Linked DNA regions of Macaca mulatta: region 2 is linked to region 1. Evidence: chromatin contacts called from public Hi-C data. All regions are on one chromosome and are shown on one strand. The core of a region is the stretch at or near the end of the contact, and the rest is flanking DNA. Distances in the headings are between cores, read along the strand shown. Region 1 holds the start of TARS1 (threonyl-tRNA synthetase 1). Region 2 holds the start of BRIX1 (biogenesis of ribosomes BRX1).

Region 1 (5,455 bases), core at 1,862-4,361:
CATGTATCAATACTTGTCATTGTACCTTTTTATTATCAAATAATATTCCATTGCTTACTTATCCATTTATCAGTTGATGGACATTTTGGTCACTGTCTTTTAAATCCTATAAAACGTGTTACTTGTATAATTTTAAAAAAAACTAGTTTTAAAATATGACTCCTAATTTCATGCTGAGCTAAAATTCCCCCCTACTCCACGAGTCTGGATTTAATAAACTTTAAAGGTTCATTTAGATTCAACAGATCCTTTGTCATACAGTAGAAGTGAGGTAACTAATCAAGTATACTGGGTAAAAAGAAAACTGCAGGTGTGTGCAGGTTTAAAGTTGAAAGATAATAAAATAAGTTTTATATTTCTGATAAGATTATTTGGGTTTTGATCATTTGCCAAACGAACAGGGGTAGTGACAGAGAGAGAGAGAGACAATCACCACAAAGTTTTTCTGGTTCTAAATACGGCTCCATTTTATAAACAAGAACATTGGCTCAAAGAAGCAACCTGCCCACTTGTATCATTAAGTAGTAGAGGTGGGACATTACGACAGGTCTCTCTGGAACCCTGAGGCCTATTACCTCTTTTCTACAACACTGGGAAGAGAGTGGGCAACTGTTCTCTATTTCCCTGAGTATATATGTTATGTACATCTACATACAAGTAATCTAAAATTTCAACCCAAAAATTGGGAAGCAGAACTGGATTGTTAACAGAAGCTACAGAATTACCTTTCTCAGGAATGATCTGTCCCTGACTCACTCAGAACAGCACAGGGGTTATTAGTATTTGCTATAGGATACTGGGTTTGAGAAAGGGGAAAAAAAGGGATACTTGGTTTGAGCAAGTTACTGTTCCTTTGCCTGCTTTCTCATCTGTATAATGGAGATAATAACAGAACCCAGTTCATAGCGTTATTAAGAAGATTGAATGAGGCCGGGAGCGGTGGCTTAGGCCTGTAATCCCAGCACTTTGGGAAGTCGAAGCGGGCGGATCACGAGGTCAGGAGATCGAGACCATCCTGGCTAACACGGTGAAACCCCATCTCTACTAAAAATACAAAAAAAAAAAAAAAAAGTTAGCAGGGCGTGGTGGCGGGCTTCTGTAGTCCCAGCTACTCAGGAGGCTGAGGCAGTAGAATCGCGTGAACCCGGGAGGCGGAGCTTGCAGTGAGCCGACATCGCGCGACTGCACTCCAGCCTGGGCGACAGGGAAAAAACAAAACAAAACAAAACAAAAAACAAAAGACTGGGCCGGGCGCGGTGGCTCAAGCCTGTAATCCCAGCACTTAGGGAGGCCGAGACGGGCGGATCACAAGGTCAGGAGATCGAGACCATCCTGGCGAACACAGTGAAACCCTGTCTCTACTAAAAAAAAAAATACAAAAAACTAGCCGGGCGAGGTGGCGGGCGCCTGTAGTCCCAGCTACTTGGGAGGCTGAGGCAGGAGAATGGCGTAAACCCGGGAGGCAGAGCTTGCAGTGAGCTGAGATCCAGCCACAGCACTCCAGCCTGGGTGACAGAGCAAGACTCCGTCTCAACAAAAATAAATAAATAAATAAATAAACACAAAAGACTGAATGAGTTAATTCATGGAATACATTAATACAGTGCCAAACCCGTACTTAGTACTCAAAATAAATATTAACCGTTGTATAACTATTACAGGAAGGAAAAAGTACATATTTGTTAACCATACATATTAAGTCCAATTAAGAATAGTACAGGAGAATATTTATGGACATGGAAAGCTGTTGACCACATCCTATTAAGCAAAAAAAAAAAAGTTACAAAATAGTAAAAATACCATTTTATGTGAACAAAAAACTATGTATTGTCACCATTTATCATCTAGAACTAAATTTACTTGGTTTAGAATGTGCTCCATTCAATTCCGAGTAGACAACCAAGAAAAAGTTTTGGCTTTTAAGTGACTTGTCCTGTCACAGACTTGGGATAGAGGCTCCCTTAGCTCAAGATGCCACCACTTCTCACTTGGACTATTACAACAGTTTTCTGCATGTGGCCTCACCTTCTACCCCAATGCCAGCGTGACTTTTACAAATTCAATCTTCCTGCTTAAGATCCTTCATGTATAGAATACAAGTAGCAAACATCCTTGTTGCCTAAGATCTTTCTGACTGCTGTTCCTTTAACCCTTCTGGCATATCTCTTGCAAACAACCCGAAAGACAATTCACCTGCGTGCCCCTTTTCACTGCCTTCCCTACCTTTATGTGGGAAGCCCCGTTCTGCCTGTTTTCCTGGTGAAATCATTCTTCCAAACTCAATTCGAAAGAGCCCTCCTAAGCTTCCTCTTCTGTAATACCACACAGCTGATCACAAAGCACTAGGGCTGTTCTCCTGTCTCTTACACATCAGCCTGTGAGGCCCTCAAAGTCGGGGAACTGGGCCCTACTCATCTTCCCACCTCCACCGCCCAGCTCAGTGCCGGGCAAAATGTATACTTAACCACCCAAACCTGGACAAGTTGGGTCAGATCTCAGGGACTCGGTTTTCCTTTCCTCAAAATGGAGCTCTTTACCCCCGCAGGATCTTAGGAGATTGATTAAATAAGGCTCTGCAATATGTTTCCCGCTTACAGTAAGCCACAAACCCGAGTTTGGAAGCCCCAAGCCTAAGATTCTGATTCTGTCTCCGCGTCTAACTACTGTAGATGTGAGGCTCTGAACAAGTCGCTCAATCAAGGTCTGTTTCCTCATTTGTAAAGAGAATGGACCCAGAGATGAACTGCAAGGCCCCACCCTAATTTATGAATGGACGGTTCCCAAAGGGGGTTCCGACTTTCCATGAGTCCCACCGTCCCCCACTCCTCCGACCCACGCGGTACCGGCCGCTTCCTGCTTCCTGACCCCTGCCCCCGCCGCGAGGGAGCGTCTGCACCCACGAGAGTCCCAGGCTGGTCTCTGGGTCCCACCAGGTCTGCTCACCGGCTTCTCCTCGCCTCCCATCTTCCCTGAAGGACTGCTGGCTTTCTCCTCAAACATTGGCGAACGACGAAGCGATCAGAGAACCCGAAAGCGACGGCCTAGAGGAGAAGAGCAAAGAGGCGGGTCGCAGGTGGGCTAGGGCCCGGGAACACTGCGCTTGCGCCACTTGGCCTCCACTGGACCAGCTGATGCAATCGACAGGCGCCCTAACCCCGCCCCCAACTTGCGGCGGAAGGGGCAGCCAATGGATAACGGGAGAAGACGGGCCCTGCCTCCTCTAAGCCAATGGAAAATCTTTTTGGATGACAGAGCCCTTCTAGGAAATCAGGTTGTGGCGGGTGAGGAGGAGCTACAGGCCTACTCTCCGCAGACCTTGGTCTGGACGCTTTTCAGAGTCAAGTCCCCAATGCGCTTGCGCCTTCCTCCCTTCTGCCTTTATGTCGCACAATCATGGACCTTCCCGGACACCGTAGATAATAAGTCGGTCTTGGCATAAACTTCGGCGACCTGGATACCATCTTCGACACTGGAACAAATCCAGGGATGGAGTCCGGGATTTCCTGCGGCTTCGGCGCTTTCTGACCTGGCGCGACTGCCGACTTCTCGGCACTACTCAGGTCTCTGGCTCCCTGTCTGTAGTGGTGAATCGAGCCTTCCTCATGGCAGTCCAGGCTCCCCAAGCCCCGAGTCCTAGTGATCGGGGACAAACCCTTCCTTGAACATTCTTCACTGCTAGCCGCTGCTGATCTGTACTGCCTGGGGGAGCATTTCTATAGCGCCCGCAAAAATACAATAAAGCTCACCCAAGGAAATAACCATGGATTTTCACTCCTAGGTGTGTTTGGAATCGACTGGGCTTTTAAAATTTGTGTTAGTAGGCAATTTAAAACAATTACTTATTTGAAATCAGAAGCGCAATGGGCACAACTTCACGTACGTACTCCATCACCACGTTTTGTGGATTTTTCTTTTTAAACATCAGTTCTGTTCTCTACAACTCTCTGCCTTCAGGGAACAAGGGGTTAAGAGAAGCTGCTAGAAACAATGTTACATAGCAGTTAAATATAATTGTTAACCTATAATTTTCTGCATCTAGCAAACTCAGTAATCTTGAGCTCTCTGGTTTTCATTATACTTAGTTAAAATTAAGATACAATTCAGGCAAACGTGTCTAATGAGCATAATTAAATTGTTTTACATTAGAAGGTAAGAGTAGATCCCGTTGATTCTCATTCTAATTTAAATGTGGGGAGTTAGTTTGGTCTATCTAAGCCTATTAAAATTGAATATAACTCCTGGAACATCAAGCACTACTAATAATCTAGTCTCATTATAAACTTTCTTCTAGGTCTAGTTAGTAAATGGGTTTTGACTTCTTTTATAATACAAATTAAGAGGTAATTTTGCAAACCTTGATTGAAAAATTAAGCAAGTTTTGTCTCAACACTCGACATTTATTGAACATCTGCTGTGTGATAGGTTTACATCTTCCAGGTGCTGGCAAAAATACACAAAGTGTGCTTTCGTGAAGTTTTCAATCAAGGAGATAAAATACATTTTTTAAAAACTGTAAACTTGCAAGGTAGGAGGAGAGCTTAAGCTCAGGAGTTCAAGACGAGTCTGGGTAACATAGTGAGACCTCGTGTCTACTAAAAATTAAAAATATATATATATTAGCCAAGCATGGTGATGTGCACCTGTAGTCCCAGCTATTCAGGAGGCTGAGGCGAGGGGATCACTTGAACCTGGGAGATCAAGGCTGCAGTGAGCTATGATCACATCACTGTACTCCAGCCTGGGCAACACAGCAAGACTGTCTCAAATAAATAGATAAAATAAAAAATTAAAAAATTAACTGGGTTTGGTGGTGTGCGCCTGCAGTCCTACCTACTTGGGAGGCTGAGGCAGAAGGACTGCTTGAGTCCAGGAGTTTGAGTCTGTAGTGAGCTATGATTTTGCCACTGCACTCCAGCCTGGGTAATGGAGTAAGACCTCATCTCAAAGAAAAAAGAAAAGAAAACGACTGTTACTGAAATCAAAGTGTCAGCGACAGAGCAGTAAAAAAATATAGATAGATAGATAGATAGATAGATAGATAGATAGATAGATAGAGATAGATAGATATAGTAAACTTGCTTAGCTCTAAATACACACATAGTGAAAGAACAAGTTGAACCAGTAAGTTCTACCAAGAACTGCATGAAACTACCAGCACATACTATTGTAAATGCCAAGAGGAGAGGTCCCCTTAGCCCTCTGAAGTTTGGCTGAAAATCACTGACATGAGGTAAATTAATAGAAAAAACATACAAATTTACTTAACATGTATACACAGGAAGAATCACAGCATGATTACCCAACCCTCAGAGGGCTTCAGAAACTTGTGTATACAATCCCAGAGACACAGGTTATGGTAGGGAGAAGAGGAATTCTGTTGAGAGGATTACAAGGGAGAAACAGTCCTCATTTAAGGATGGCAAAAAGAAAAAGCAGAAGGCATTTCTAACAGGTT
Region 2 (5,455 bases), core at 1,215-3,714, 1.2 Mb before region 1:
GTTCCTGGGCTCAAGTGATCCTCCCACCTCAGCATCTGCAGTAGCTGGATACTACAGATATGTGCCACCATGCCCAGTTAGTATTTTTTTTCTTTTGTAGAGACAGGAGTCTCCCTATGTTGCCCAGGCTGGTCTCCAACACCTGGGCTCAAGCGGCTTGGCCTCCCAAAGTGCTGGGATTATAGGTGAGAACCACTGCACCTGGCCCTGTTTGTTTTTTAAGAGCTTCCAGGTAGCAAGTCAAACCATCCTGACTCCTTTAATTTCATCTCTCACCAACATTCACTGACCACATCTGCCACCCAGAAATGCCCTCCTTGGTTTCTTGTTTTTCATCTTCAATCTCTCCAATTCCTCCTCCCAACCCTGAAAGTTCTTTCTTAGCCCTCTTTTATTTCTGTGCTCTCCATGCAGAGGTCTCATAATAATTTCTCACAATTCTTAATCCTTTCTTATTCACACTGCACTTAAGAGTCTTATATTAACTGCAAAACTCCTAAATGGCTAACTTTCTCAGACATGAAGAACACCTCCAACGGATATGGTTGACTAGCTCTTTCAAGTTTACTCTTTTTTTTTTTTTTGAGATGGAGTCTCACTCTGTCACCCAGGCTGGAGGGCAGTGGCGCAATCTCCACCTCCCGGGTTCAAACGACTCTCCTGCCTCAGCCTCCTGAGTAGCTGGGGTTATGGGTGCCCACCACTGCACCTGGCTGATTTTTTTTTTGTAGTTTTAGTAGAGACAGGGTTTCACCATCTTGGCCAGGCTGGTCTTGAACTCCTGACCTAGTGATCCATCCTCCTTGGCCTCCCAAAATGCTGGGATTACAGGCGTGAGCCACCGCGCCCGGCCATTTTTAAAGTAATACTTCAGTCACATCCTTACTTCCCAGAGTTTTCTAAACAAAGTTCAAACGACATAGCTTCGACACTGAATTGTAAAATACATTTTCATTTTTACATCATTATTGCCCCAAATGAAGCCTAATGCAATCCAATCTGGCTCTATTTTTTACATTTTTCAGCATTTCCCTACTTCAAAGTCTTTTGAATGTCAAAATTCTACACTTCTTCTGATATGCAGCTTAAAGACTAAATCCTTCATGATTCTTTATCTTATTATACTAGGGTAAACGTAATCTCCATCTCTTGCATTTCCATAGAATGTATCAAAGTATAGCTCAGATTATGGATACTATCTAGCTCCTTAAGGGAAGAGTGAGAACACTAACATTTATTGGAAGTGTACAAGCCCAGCTTATTTTTCATAAAAAGTAAATATTCTCTCCCCCCTCCCCGGCCCCAATCTGCAGGTCAGAAAAGAGCGCAGAAAAGAGCGGGGCTAGAATTTACACTTATCTTTTATTCCTCAGAGCTCACACTCCTTTCCTAGAGCTTGCCATCACACCACACGGGGTCATTGACTTAACACCTACTGCGTGCTAGACTACTCTGCTAAGTGCGGAGGACGCAGAAATTAATGTCAAAGATAATCCTTGCCTTCACAGTATTCTGTCTAGCTTAAGATGAGTTCTCAGTTGAAGGAAATCTAGCTAATTCCAACTAACGTGCACTTCTTTTGAATAAAAACCATCAACTTATTTGAATTCTTAAGTTTCCTCCTAAACTCCAACATTTCAGGAGGAAGGGGTCACATGCTAGTCACCTTTGCAATCTCAAACCCAAAGGATGCCTAACTTGGTCAAATGCATGGCACATTCAATGTCTGTTGAATACAAGTAAAGCTCATAGTACCTAGCCTATTTTTCATTATCCCTTGAGTTGAAAACTGGTTAACAAATCAGAGTCACAGTCCTAAGGGCAACAACTTTTTAAAGGCTCACCTAACAAACTGTAGGATCCCTGACTGAGAGTGGCTGACTATGGCAGTATATGGGCATACTAATCACTGGAAGAAATACTCAACAGCGAGAAATAGCCAAGGAAAAGCCCTACTTTTCAAAAATATTTAAAAAACAAAACAAAACAAAACAACTCAACAACTACGAAGACAAAACGCTAGATCTGAGCACCCTGTAAGTCGCTTTCCCGTGGGCCGGGTAAAGATTTTAAAACCCGCCGCCTCCAGGAGGGCGGACACGTGCACAAGGATTAGCTGAAAACTCGGTGCCCAGTCTGGCTGGGAGGATTGCTAAAATCGACCTACCGTTAACACTCTGGCTACTCTGAAATTAGCAGAGCTGTAGTCAAGTAAGTAACCCAAGAAAAGGCGCACAGAGCCGCCGCCGCCGGTGTAGCCCGGGGGCATCCCCTTCTACCTTGCAAACGGGGCCTGGGATCCGGTCCCTCTCTTCTTCCTCCACCTCCTCTGCGGTGGTGTGCCGCTTAGTTGGCGGCGCGGCATCTTTTTCGTTTCTTTTTGGCTTCTTCGCCTGCACTGCCAAGCCTCCACGCCGTTTCCTCTTGGTTGCCGCCATCTTGCCTTACTGCCTGCGCTCTTGGCCTGTTTTCCGGCGTTGCCTCTCGCTCCTCTTTCCGATCTCTATGGTTCGGTGGCTCTAAGCGCTCAGCTACGCGGTTGTCCTCCAGGTCTGCGGTGTCTCCTTCCGGTCTCAGTGGCGCTGCACGCGCGGCTCTCTAGGCCTCCTTCAGCTCTGTGGTGACGGTGGCGGAAGTGGAGGGCAGGTCTGAAGAGTGGCGGGACCGGCTCCACTTCCTACGCGATTTCTCAGAGCTGTCTAGCTCCTCCTCAGGGACTTTCCTGGGAAGGTCTCTCGGGCGTCCAGACCCCACCGCAAAGGTAGGGTGTCCGCACTCGGGGACCCCGAGACTAATAAGCGATGCTGTCCCGCGGGCGGGCTGGTGAATGGGCTTGTGTGGGACTCTTGGGGGATCTTCTGGACACTCTGGGCGCTCCCCTCCATCGCCTGTTCTGTTGGAAGCGAGGCTGGTGCCGCGGTCGGATTCATAGCTCCTGTTTGTTTGGCCGGGAGAAGCTGGCCCCAAGCGGAGATACCGTGTCAGTTGCGTGTCTTCATTCTTCACAACTTTTCACGTTATTGTCCTCTTACAGAGACGAGGAAATAGTAACTTAATTTTCCCGCAAAATTACAAAGACAATTAAGTGACATAGGTGGGGTTCGGCCTGGTCAGCTGAGTTCAGCCGCCCAGCCCCCGTCCACCTCTCAGCGCAGGTGGAGCTCGCCAGACCTCGCCTGCACTGATGTGAGTTTTATTGTCCAGTCCCTTCAGGTGTTTCGCGATTCGCGGAGCAGGTGTTGGCCCCAGGAGCATTTCCCTCCGGGCCGAATGCGCAGTGGACTATGCCCCTTCTGACCCAGCAGATCCAAGATGAGGATGATCAGTACAGCCTTGTGGCCAGCCTTGACAACGTTAGGAATCTCTCCACTATTTTGAAAGCTATTCATTTCCGAGAGCATGCCACGTGTTTCGCAACTAAAAATGGTATCAAAGTAACAGTGGAAAATGCAAAGTGTGTGCAAGCAAATGCTTTTATTCAGGTATGGAAGTAGGCGCCTTTAAGCCTGTGCCATAGATATTCTAAATGCAATTTAATGAAATCCGAAGGTTTTAGTAGACATAATAAATAACTTAATACTCATAATAACTTAATAGTCAATAGTCATAATAAATAATAGATAAATAACTTAATAGTCTTACGTTAGAGAACAAACGTCATTACTTGAATTTTTTTTTTCTCTCCCGGTAACAAATTCTTTTCCCATCTTGTTTTACAGAGATAATGGTTAGTAATGACTAAAGTTTATTAAACTAGACTATCGGCTAGGCTACAGTCTTCTTAGTGTTTAACTTATTTAATTTTAACAATAGTCCTATAAGACAGGTTCTATTGTTATTCCCGTTTTATATATGTGGAAACGAGGCACAATTTTAAGTGATTTGCCAACAGTCCCACAGCTGGTAAGTGGCTGAATTGGGATAAGAACCCTGAACATTTGTTTCCAGAATATCTGCTCTTTTTACCACTGCGATACTACCACCTTGCTGTTACTAAAGAGTATTTTTTCCCTTTACTGGTTGTAATAGAATTTTTGTTCTTCCAAAGTAATATTTGTATGGTTCAGATAGGATTGCAAATTCAACTAAGCATTTTTTTTAACACGTAAGTGCACAGCATGACCTCAGGGATAGAGAGGTAAATAAGACATGGTTCTCGTCCTCGTGCGGCAACATGGTATAGTGGCTCACACCTGTATTTCCAGCTGCTCAGGAGACTGAGGCTGAGGCACGAAGATCGCTTGAACTCAGGCATTAAAGACCAGCCTGAGTAACCGTAGTGAGACCCCCGAATCAATAAAAAATAATAATAAAAGTTGTAACTAATATTGCTCATGCATTATCAAGTCATCCGTCTGTTTTCCAAGTGACCTTAGCAGTAGTGATACGCACAAAAACGAGATAAGGGAGAGTCCCAGAGGGATAGTTTTAGATCCAGGAATGGATATAAGGATGCTTCAAAGGATGTCTCTAAGATGTTTTGATTGCTAATCAGAAATTATTCTCATGGGATTAGCACAGTATTGTATTTTTTAAACATATAAAGTGAAATCTAGGACCTTGTATATTTTCATTCTTTTACATAACAATTTTCATTTTTACTTTTTCCGTAGGCTGGAATATTTCAGGAATTTAAAGTTCAGGAAGAGTCTGTTACTTTTCGAATTAATTTAACTGTCCTTTTAGACTGTTTGTCTATTTTTGGATCAAGTCCTATGCCAGGTAAACTATTATCAGTATAAAGACATAAAAGTGTTATATACAGTGGTCAGAAAAATACAGGAAGTTATTTGGAATATAAACATTTGTTCAGAAAGCTAATGCCAATTCATTTTTCGGTGGCCACAGTCATGGGTTCTAACATTTCACAATGTTAATTGCAAGTATGTTTATAGTTCTTTCATATTTGTAAAAGTATTTACATTCATCTTTTTTTAATTTACAGGGCTTTGAGGGATTTTAAATTTGAACTGGCCAAAAGAATACTTTGGACATGTCTTTAATATCTTTAACATTGTGAAATGTTTTAATTGCTTCTCTTCCCTAACTTGTCCAGAATTACTCAGCTAGTTAGTGGCAGAGAAAAACGAAAGCCAGTTCTCCTGACTCCTAGTTTACTGTGTTCAAAATTTGTTTCTTTTAAGCTATATTTTATAAGTTATGTCTATTTTGATAAATGATTTTTTGGTGTTTTTGAGACGGAGTTTCTCACTTGTTGCCCAAGCTGGAGTACAATGGCAGAATCTCGGCTCACTGCAACCTCTGCCTCCCAGGTTCAAGCGCTTCTCCTGCCTCAGCCTCCCAAGTAGCTGGGATTACAGGCACGTGCCACCATGCCCGGCTACTTTTTTGTATTTTTAGTAGAGATGAGATTTCACCATGTTAGCCAGGCTGGTCTCAAACTCCAGACCTCAGGTGATCTGCCCGCCTCAGACTCCTGAAGTGCTGGGATTAC

Evidence for each region. A called contact is a pair of places that touch in the nucleus more often than the background predicts.
Region 2: a contact with region 1 is called in a Hi-C map of liver, with 5 times the contacts expected there. The contact joins the promoter of BRIX1 here to the promoter of TARS1 in region 1. A contact is called at or near these places in 2 of 14 Hi-C or Micro-C datasets (fetal cortex germinal zone and liver).

Annotation. Positions count from the first base shown.
Region 1 is chr6:34,817,992-34,823,446 of T2T-MMU8v2.0, reverse strand. TARS1 (threonyl-tRNA synthetase 1) reads right to left here and starts at 3,111. Exons shown (of 19, transcript XM_028849367.2): 1 at 2,944-3,111. The coding sequence starts at 3,000. LOC106998703 (a long non-coding RNA gene) reads left to right here and starts at 3,455. Exons shown (of 2, transcript XR_001445238.3): 1 at 3,455-3,560.
Region 2 is chr6:35,974,126-35,979,580 of T2T-MMU8v2.0, reverse strand. It overlaps BRIX1 (biogenesis of ribosomes BRX1), which reads right to left and starts at 2,464. Exons shown (of 10, transcript NM_001261247.1): 1 at 2,280-2,464. The coding sequence starts at 2,438. RAD1 (RAD1 checkpoint DNA exonuclease) reads left to right here and starts at 2,658. Exons shown (of 6, transcript NM_001261160.1): 1 at 2,658-2,761; 2 at 3,205-3,482; 3 at 4,614-4,722. The coding sequence starts at 3,285.